Regions from separate parts of the Sus scrofa genome. Here regions 1 and 2 are each linked to region 3. A link is a contact called in public HiChIP or PLAC-seq data. All regions are on one chromosome and are shown on one strand. Each heading gives the region's core, a stretch centred on a gene start, on an enhancer-like site or on the middle of the called end of the contact. The rest is flanking DNA. Distances are from core to core; before and after follow the strand shown.

Region 1 (3,326 bases), core at 418-2,917, 140 kb after region 3:
ATACCACTCTGCAAAACTGGCAGTGTCTATTAAAGAGACACTTACCCTATGACTAATCCATTCCACTTTAGATATGCACCCCTAAAAAGACTTTCAAAAGCATACCGATTGTGGCTTTGTTCGTAATAGCCCCCAAATGAAAATAACCCAAATGTCTATCGATATAATAGTGGATGAACCAGCTGTGGCACACACACACACACACACACACACACACACACACACGTACATATGACTTCTATTCAGCAATAAAAAGCATAAACTATTAAATTATTTGAGCAAAAGAATCCTGACATAAAATGTAAACGTGATTCTATTTACATGCGGTACAAGAATAGATCAAACTCATTCATGGTGAGAGAATTCAGAATAGTGATTATCTGCAGATGTGGGATGTTACTGATCATGAAGAGACTAAGTAAACTTTCTGGAGTTGTGACAATAATCTCTCTTTTGACCAGGTAGAATATATGTACCATTTCATCAAGCTGTACAATTAAGGTTTTTTATTATACTGTATGTAAGTTATACTTCCTTAAGTACTATAAATACAAATTTAGAAAAAAACTCATATTGTAAAGGAAGAAGAGATTACAAGGGAAACTTTTGCTGGATCCTCACTGAGGACAACCTGAAGAAGCGGTAAGGAGACAGTTTAGTCTACATTATGGCTTTGCTATTTTGGCTGGGGGAGAAGGGAGTTGTGTGCCACTGCTGGGATGAGAAGGAGGATAGAAATAAAGATATTCGAGGGAGGCATATTGGTTGCATTCTCTACCTTAGACAGAATGTGAGCACACGTGTTCCAGTACCTTAAGGGCCATATAATTCCAATGCATCAGAAGTACCTTTAGCAAGAGGGTGTCCTCTCAAAGTAGTAGAAATCATGGAGGACCCAGGGAAAGCTCATAGGCATGGTGGTTGTCCATTATGAGCCCAGGACAAATTATACTATACAAGTTAGGCTTGTTCCAGAATACACTTCTGGGGCAGGGATGTTACTGTTAAAGAGGACTAAAATTCTATATGAAAAAGTGAGAGATGAGTCAGAGACCTTGAGTATTTAAATTACTGTGATTGGAGTTCCCTGGTGGGGCAGTGGGTTAAGGGTCTGGTGTTGTCACTGCTGTGGCTTGGGTTACTGCTGTGCTATGGGTTTGATCACTGGCCTGGGAACTTCGCATGCTGCAGGTGTGGCCAAAAGAAAAAAAAATTACTGTGACTTTAGCTGTCTTCCAGACTGGTGAGTTCAGGGTCTTTGAGGTACATTGAAAAGGAGATGGTATGTGTATTTGTATCCATGTGAGTGCTGTTGGGCTCCAACATCAAAGCTTAATGAGTTTGACTGGGTTTGATCATCAATTTTATTGCTATAATCTGTTAGCAGTTAAAAACTGATTTTCAGTTTCCAGACTTTCAAAATAGTGCAGGTGAGCTTGCCAGGAATTTTGCAAAATCCTATGGCCAGTCCAGCAGTAGCTGTGGAAAGACTTAATCTCCATGGCAGCAAATGGCTATGCCCATGAGGAGCTCATCACAAGTAGGAGAAGCCATTTCTTTTGGAAAGGCTTCCTCATAGGCCCTGAGCCACATACAACATGAGGTCTGAGAGATTTCCACCCAAACAGTGGCCTGAAAGCATCTGACCAAGATAAAAGCAGAAGCCTTAAAAAGGCCTATTTCCTCATCTGCAGGACTGGTTTGCTCGTAAGACATGACGTTTACCCATGAACTTCCCAAAGCCAAAGGGCAGGGGATTTGCCTGAATCTGTGTTTTCTGTCTGAACACTCAGGTGAAAAACCAGCCCAACAGGACTTCCCCAGTGGCCTAGCAGTTAAAATTCGGCATTGTCACTGCTGTGGCATGGGTTTGATCTCTGGCCAAGAATGACAATTTCCTGGCTGTTAGATTAAATCTTTAAAACTACTTCGGTTATAATAAAAGACATGAGAGTCCGGGAGAAGCAAAGTACTATTTATGTCAGTTTTATATTTAGAAAACACCTCTGCTTCACCAAAGCTATTGTCTTACTGTACTTTTTTTTTTTTTTTTCAGCATAGACATGCATTTCCTCCAAATAATTGAAAACTTGATAGTGTGTTGTAGCGGAAAGAGCATGGACTTTGAATTTTGTCCTCTCCAGTTACTAGTAACTCTTCAGTGGCATAGGTTAGGTTCAGAGGTTCCCCTGCCAGATCTTGCCAGTAGCTTAGGACAGCAAGCTGCTATTGCTCACTCACATTGCATGTTTTATTGGGATTGGCCATGCCTCTGCTCTGTGTTTTCTTTTTTTTCAGAACCCCAGATGAAGAAACTGCTCATATCTTGTGGTTGAGGGCATTGCTGGCCTCACGGGAGAGGGGGAAAAGAGAAACCCCAGTAGACAATTGATATGTCTGCTCACTGGCCCAAATGAGGCACTCGGCCCAGCCTGAATCAGTGGGGTGGGATTGTATGATAGGTTCATGGGAAGTGGCAGAAAATGGTCTACATTTAGTCTACCTCAGTGATCTAAGTGAGGTTACTTCTCTAAACCCCAGACTCCTCAAACTGTAAAACAAGGCTGATGATGCCTGTCTCTACAACTGTTCTCAGTAAACAGATGTAAATTAAAGGCTCTGAACAAATCTAGATTTTTTCCCCCATTCTTTTATGATATCTGTAGATGAGCACTGATTTGCATTACTGTGAATTTCAGAGAGCTTAGAAATTATAGTATTTAATCTTCATAAGTTACAATTTCCTAACTATTTGTTGGCCACATCTTACTATATGCCCCGAAGGTCATTAATCCAAAAGAAATATAGACGTTGCCAGTTTTCTTTAAAATTTTACTAACCTATGTAGAAAACCAATATTAGCAGTTTGAATGCAAAGTATAATTGCCTTTCTGTTGTGCTTCATATATGAGAATATGGGAGGGAGAATAGTATTATTAGTCTCATTTTATAAACAAGTTAGTACAATAATTTTTTTTAATTTTTTTTATGGCCACAGCTGCCACATGTGGAAGTTTCTGGGCCAGGGATTGAATCTGAGCCATAGCTGTGACCTATACCACAGCTGTGGCAATGCCAGATCCTTAACCCAATGCACCAGGCCATGGATTGAAGCTGTGCCTCTGCGTCAACCCAAACCACTGCAGTCAGGTTCTAAACCCCCTGTACCACAGTGGGAACTCTAATATGATAATTTTTTAAATTCATCAGTTTGTTAGCAACATTTTAAGACTTTTTTTTCTGATTATTATTAGTAGTACACATACATTACAGAAAGCTGAAAAGACAGAAAAGAATTTAGAAGAAAAATAATCATGTGTAATCTC
Region 2 (3,373 bases), core at 867-3,366, 220 kb before region 3:
CGGGAACCTAGACGACTCAAAAAATGCCCAGAAGACTAAAAAGGGCCCGAGTCCAAAACGTGGAGAGCAACGGGTAAACCATTCCAGCATTCCTTCACGAGCTTTGGAATAAAGGAGCCATGTAATATGATACACCAAACGCCCTTTGGAAGAAGGCACAGAAGCCAGAGCTGGTGGTGATCTGCGCCTAGACTGCACATCCCTCTTTCCCTCTAAACTCTAAAGACAGCTTCAAAGCACCAAGAACTCCCAGGGGGCAGCCCAGCGTTTCTGCGAGAAGCGCCTAGGCTGCCCGCGCAAACGCCCTTCGCCCGCCTAAGGCCTGGGGTCGACAGGGGGCGCTGCGCCTCCACCGCTCAGAGCTAGGCGCAGGAGGGCGCCGAGGGGCGGGGCCGCCGGCCACCCCGCCCTGCCGGGTCGGGCCCTGCCCGCTGGCCGAGGCGCCCCCGAGCCGGGATCGCGCAGCCCAGAGTCCGCAAACAAAGCTCAGGTGGCATCCTGGTTGGGATACAAACAAGGCAGAGAGAAACCCATTATTTCGTAGGTCTTGCCTTTCTTCCACGCCCACCTTCGCCCGGGATTTTGCGAAGCCGTGGCGCGCCCCAGCTGTTCATTTTGCATTTTTAACGGGTTCAGAGCCTCTTGGCAGAGCTCGCCTTCCCCATTAGGTTAGGGCAAGCGAAGCAACACGGCCTCTGCTCTAGGAAAAGAGGCGTGGTGCGTGCCCGGTGTTTGTGAAGCAACCACCCTTGGCCGACCTCTCGCGCCCACCCAACCGTGGCCATCCGCCTAGGTTTGGGCAGCGCCGGGGCAGCCCCTGCAGTGGTCCAGGCGCCACGCACACCAATAGCCCTGACTGAAACACACGAATTGCCTCTTGTTGACCATCTGGACAGGTTCTTCAAGGACCCAGTCTTCCCATCCACTTAAAAGTCAGATGTGTGTGTAATTAGACAGCTACGAACAGGGATTTAGAACAGTAGGAAAGCCCATCAAAAGGTAGTGAAACCCTTCTGTTCACCTCCAGCCAGCCAACCGGCCAGTCACCTTTCCAAGAACCCAGGGCACGCCGCCTCGGCATACAATGAGACAGCCCTTCCCTCCTAGGCTTTCTCCACCGCCATCCCTATTGCGCCCCCCCACTTCCCTACCCACTTACACAACCACACCAGTTCAGATATCCTGAAGGCGACTCAGTCTCGACAACAAACACGAGACACCCAAACACCTTTGTGCCCACCCAACAGAAATGCAACCTGCCTGGGGGTGGGGGTGTGGGGTAGCACCTAGCTAGTCACGTTCTGCCAAGCTCCAAACACGCCATTTTAGACAATTTATCACTTCTTTCCTCCCGTCTACACGAGAATTCGCCAGGATTTTCTGGGAACCACCACTTTGGGGCAGGGGGAGACACCACCTATGAGAAATTTACAATTTAGGCTATCGCTTTCCATTCAACTTTCATATTGGAATCTGGCTCTCTCCTTTCCGCCTAATGCGCCTCAGGCACGACCAGGAAGGAAGGGGAAGCGTAGGGACTAGAGAAAGATACCAAAGAAATGACCAGAACCACAGGTAGAAATTACCTGCCCATTCGCTTTGGAAGGCGACGAGGCCACAGCCGCCTCCCCGGGCCTCTCCCCAGCGGCTTCTCCCTTCGAAGCGGTCTTGGAGAACTGGGCACCCATGCTGGCTTCTTCAACAAAGAAACTCAACAGATCCAAGGGGGGAACAAAGAGCTTCGGGTTGGTGTAACGACGGGGCGAGCAGCAGCAGCGGCAGCAGCGGCGGCGGCAGCGGCAGCAGCAGCACACACACACCGGAGGGAGGGGGGAGTGGGGGTGGTGAAGAGGACAGAACAGAGTCGATTAAATACACTCCGGATAAAAAAATTTTAGTCGAAGAGATCAAAAAGCAGCAGCGCAGGAGGGAGGGAAAAAGGGTGGAAAAGTCGAGCACAAAAAAAGGAGCCCAAGTGTAGTTTAAAAAAAAAAGAAGTAATAAAAAAAATCCCAGATTTGTAGCCGCACTGTAGACAAGAGGAAAATGGAGAAATCTCCCTGGTTGCTAATAAGATGCGGAGTCCAACGCCCAAGTGCACAGATGAATGGGCTCACGGGCGCTGACGCGGCCCCCGCGCACGCCGGCCAATCCGCGCGTTGCACACAAAGCAGGGGGCGGGGCCTGCGCTCGCCTCGAACAATGGAGCCGCGCTTTGCAAACGGTTTGAAAATCAGCCTCATACCGAGAATTAATGTCCTCCAAATAAATAAATCAATTAAAAAATACATGCCTCTCGCCTCCCTCGGCTTAAAAATAATAATGCATTACTTGATTGGTTTGCTTTGTTTGTAATTAATTAACGCGGGAGGGGGAGTACTTGTGGATGGGGGCGGAGAAAACGTTAACTTGACTTGCTTTGACTCTCCTCTGTCTGTATCTGCGTCTGTCTCCTTCCACCCTCTCCCCTCCCCCATCTTTCCGTGTGTTTATGTGTATGTGTGTCTATGCGAGTTTTTAAGACAATGGTTGGGGTTTGTGTGCAGCATGTTTTCTTTCTCTGTGTTCCATATTGACTTCACAGATACTCAACAGCATTTTTTTTTTAACGGTTGCAAATGCGAAATCGCCCGAAATTGAAAGGTATTTAAACCAAGAAGATCGAATTTCATCAAACGAGATCGCGAGTTAGAATTAGGTCTGTAGGCCAGATGTGGAAAATGCAAAAGCAGCAAGCAGCCGAAGCCACACTCCCTTCCCTATCCCACATTGGCATGAAATAAAATATTTCAAGATTGGCCTACGGCGCTCATCAACCTTCTCCCCCGCCCCAATCCAATTAATGATTCCCCCCTCCCCCCAACAAAATTAAGTGAGGGCCATGTACAAAAGATCGAAAAGGTTTACATTTTATCGCTGTGTGAAATGACAATTTTCTCTAGGGTGAAATGAGATCCTACAGCATAGAGTGTACGAATCTATATTTACAGTTAAGAGGCAATTCGCGTCGATATGAATTTTTTTCAGCCTACTGCCAGGATGGGATGGACTCTTTTTTTTCTGAACGTGCGTAAGTGTGCATGCAAGCCAGTGGGCTCCTGGAAGGCAGGGAGACAGCAGTGATGAAACTCTGAACAACCGGATTGACTATTACAGTTCTAAGGAGAAATTACACATTGAGAGATAGCAAGAAGAACCCTGAACGCTTCAAGCCTAACTTGAGTTAGAAAGGAAGCTTCTATTAAGGAACCCAGGGTACCTCCATCTGTAACCCTTGCCACCGAAGTATCAGAAGCTGTTTGTGCGTGAAAGACAGAGCACTGATTTAAAGAATAGAAGGTGAGAGGGTGGGGCTAAAAATCAAGGATACACA
Region 3 (3,227 bases), core at 628-3,127:
TGAACATCTTCCCTTCTGCATTACCACAACAATTTTCTTCTCTTTTCACTACTTTTAAGACATTAAACAAAATAGAGTACAATCCTTGGAGTAGTTGAGAGGTCAATTTTCCTATCAGCTTCCATAAATTCCCAGGATTTTATATATGCAGTGTGTAATTTCAACTCTCCATGCCTTTGATCACAAAACAGCTCCTTGTTCAAACCAAACATGTTTCAAAGACATCAAAGACCATGGAGAAAAATATAATATAAAAAGTATTTGGAGTAGATAGGCCTTAGCTTACTGGCAACAAAGAAGAAATTATAGCATAATATTTGCTGAAACCACAGGGGGCAGGGTGTTTGTGGTGTCTACCTCTCATGTGTTTCTATTCTAGATATGAACACTGACGTGGCACAAGTTAACCCCTTCTTTGTAATGTTTGTCGGTGTTTTCAGATGAGGAGGAGGTCTCTTACACAAGCATCAGTGAACAAGCCAGTTGCCTATCAGGACAAGCCTGGGGGTGACATTATTATTTGCATTTGTTGATCAATGACTCTTGGGAGCTATGAAGACTCAGACCCAAAGAGTGACTCAGAAAACCAGGGGCCCATGTCATTTTGCCCTCGACTCAGCCACACAGCCTAGCAATGTTGGGACCCTACAGCCCTGCATCTCACTCAGCTGTCATGTTTATCACCTTGTGGTACCATGAACAAAACTCTTGACAGTTCAGAGTCTATACCCCAGCTTCGCATGCAGCCTTTTCCCCTGTAGTTGGTGCTTGATCCGAGGCTGAGGACAACAGTATAATGATTCATAGGCCCTGCCTCCTAGCAAGTAATCATTTTTCCACAATGATGATTTATGCCGAGAGAAAGGGAAAGAATGTTGATTTGCCTTTTTTTTTTTTTCCTTAAATTCAAACTTTCTGTTAACAGAGGGTTGGCTGGGGTACTTTGACTCCATTTGCAAGTCCTTCTAAAAAATGTTTCAAAGCAGTTTTGTGTACTTAGCTTGGGATTCTTAAATGAATGTTATTTGTTGAGAATGGAATGTGATAATCCCATTACATACTTTGTCTAAAACAAGAAAAACCATTTTGAAATTTCCTTACTTTGATAGGTGAGGACTACGTGTGCCTCATAGAAGTTGAAAGCTGGAGAGGCCCTGCCACAACCCCATTTTAGAGATGAGAAAACTGAGACCCAGAGAAGTTACAGGAATTGTCTGTTTCCAAAGGACTGATTAGTGGCAGAGGCAGATCAGGGTTGAAATCAGCTAATTTTAAGCTACGATCTTATCTGATGTTAGGCTTACCTGTACTTGTCATAAGAGAAAATCTAGATATGAAGAAGTCTATAACATAGACAATGAGTCATATGAATTGGTGTCAGGGGGGTCAAGGTCAGAAGCATGGTCATTGGTATCAGATGGTTCTTGGTTTGAACTGTGGCTCTGGAGCTGTGTGGTATTGGCTACTGTTTTTCTTAATTACTCTGAATGTGTTTTCTCATCTTTATAAATGAGAGGCAGATATTTCACAGTATCTGCTGTAAGGATAAGAGAGAATGTATGCAAAGCTCTTGATACACAGTAGGCACTTAATGAACGGAAGCTCTGGTTATTATTGAAGACTAAGAGGGCTTTGCCCTTCCCCTCTCTGCTGTTCCCTTTCAAAGCAGCATTTGCTCTTCTTCACACCCTTAGAGTTCTGCTTTGTCAGTCTGGGCATGGTTCAGCTCATTTTCTCAAGGCATGGGTGAATTTTTTTTTCTTCATAATTTGCATCAGTGTTGTCTCATTTCCCTGAAACCCTGTCACAAGCCAGGAGATTGTTGCAGAACATGATCTGAAACCTCACTAGCAAGGGAAAGTCCCCTCCAAAAGAGGCTTTTTTCCTCCTCTAGAGTTTTACACTTCTCTTTCACATTGTGCGGGCAACCCCTCAGCCTGGTTGCTGACTGCAGGCAGAAAAGGGCCGGCCCCAGTGTCTGTGCACCTGGAGGCATTGGGAGGTGAGGGTCTAGCCACATTGGCCCCTGTGGCTTCACTGCCACCATTTCTGCCACTGTGCCTCCCAGTGCTCCCAACTTTCCCCTCTCACCAGATCTCACTCTCGAAACCACCAATGGAAATTTAGAGGCTTCTGTGGTTCTTAGGGGGTTATTGGGGCTTTGCATTTTCTCTTTCCTCACTTCCTTTATAGCTCTCAGGGATTTCCTAAGAAGCTTCTTTTGTCCTGGTAGCCCAGGCTGGCTCCTCCCTCTGGCATGGGGGAGTTGCCATTTTGTGCTCAGGTCTTCTAATTTCTACTTCTTCTTCTTTTTTTTTTTTTTTTTTTAATACATTTTCAAAAATATACTTATGTTCAGGTCTTGTAATGAAAAGAAAATTCTCTGGTTGTTTTTGTGGAATTTTTCTCTAACTCAAATACCATGTACATATTATGGTAAAATATAGTCCGTTTAATCACACAGATTCATCCTTTTATCCCAAATGCGTATGTGTGTATGTGGGTTTTTTTTTTTTTTTTTTTTTTTTAATGCCCTACTTTCTAGATATTTTGTCACCAGGGAATTTTCCCACTTGAAGATATGTTGCAACACAAGTGAACTCTCTTCATTACTTAAAAAAAAGTACAGCTCTGTGTTAGTGCTTTGAAAATACTTTACATAACTGTAAACATCTTCAAGAAATTTTTTAAGAAGAGAAAATGTGGCTGTAATCCCACCTTTTGTGTAATAACTGGTTTCACTTCTGTGTAACTTTCATTTTTTATTCACATACTATTCATGTGTTAGGATAGGCTTTAAAAATTTGTGCCATAAGAATGAAACTAGATCTTGCCTACAGGTTACTGCAGTAGGCCTGCCTGCTTCTCTGCTGTTCTGTACACTGTCTTCTCCTACCTGTAATGCACCAAGTAGTGATGGAGCCAACATTCTCTTGCCTTTGGCCTTGGTCCCCAGTGAAGTCCCTGGATCAAGCTCCATTTTTGGTAGTTTCTCTTCCTTGTAAGAGTGAAAGAGAAGAGTTCCAGAAAATTTTTTTTTTTTTTTCTTTTTAGGGCTGCACCAGCAGCATATGGAAGTTCCCAGTCTAAGGGTCAAATTGGAGCTGTAGCTGCTGGCCTACACCACAGCCACAGCAACACATGATCCAAGTTCTGTCTGTGACCTATACCACAGCTCACAGCAATGCCAGATCCTTAACCCACTGAGTGAGGCCAGGGATTGAACC

What was found. HiChIP or PLAC-seq counts read pairs in DNA pulled down with a chosen protein or histone mark.
Region 1: an H3K27ac HiChIP or PLAC-seq map of alveolar macrophages shows a contact between it and region 3. The contact joins two enhancer-like sites. A contact is called at or near these places in 6 of 47 Hi-C or Micro-C datasets (alveolar macrophages, blood and liver) and 1 of 2 datasets of contacts at active chromatin or transcription factors (alveolar macrophages).
Region 2: an H3K27ac HiChIP or PLAC-seq map of alveolar macrophages shows a contact between it and region 3. The contact joins the promoter of MARCKS here to the enhancer-like site in region 3. A contact is called at or near these places in 2 of 5 promoter capture datasets (fetal liver and liver), 11 of 47 Hi-C or Micro-C datasets (alveolar macrophages, blood, embryonic fibroblasts and 5 more) and 2 of 2 datasets of contacts at active chromatin or transcription factors (alveolar macrophages and skeletal muscle).

The regions. Positions count from the first base shown.
Region 1 is chr1:79,419,837-79,423,162 of Sscrofa11.1, reverse strand. No RefSeq gene overlaps it. Among named protein-coding and RNA genes, the nearest start is that of MARCKS, 370 kb to the left of the region's middle. Within about 2 kb of position 1,667, at least 20 of the 83 cell types and tissues checked have an H3K27ac peak or open chromatin away from gene starts, as enhancers often do. A contact at or near this core is called in alveolar macrophages, where this site is marked.
Region 2 is chr1:79,788,539-79,791,911 of Sscrofa11.1, reverse strand. It overlaps MARCKS (myristoylated alanine-rich C-kinase substrate), which reads right to left and starts at 2,116. Exons shown (of 2, transcript XM_021091501.1): 1 at 1,587-2,116. The coding sequence starts at 1,688.
Region 3 is chr1:79,563,746-79,566,972 of Sscrofa11.1, reverse strand. No RefSeq gene overlaps it. Among named protein-coding and RNA genes, the nearest start is that of MARCKS, 220 kb to the left of the region's middle. Within about 2 kb of position 1,877, at least 19 of the 83 cell types and tissues checked have an H3K27ac peak or open chromatin away from gene starts, as enhancers often do. A contact at or near this core is called in alveolar macrophages and retroperitoneal adipose tissue, where this site is marked.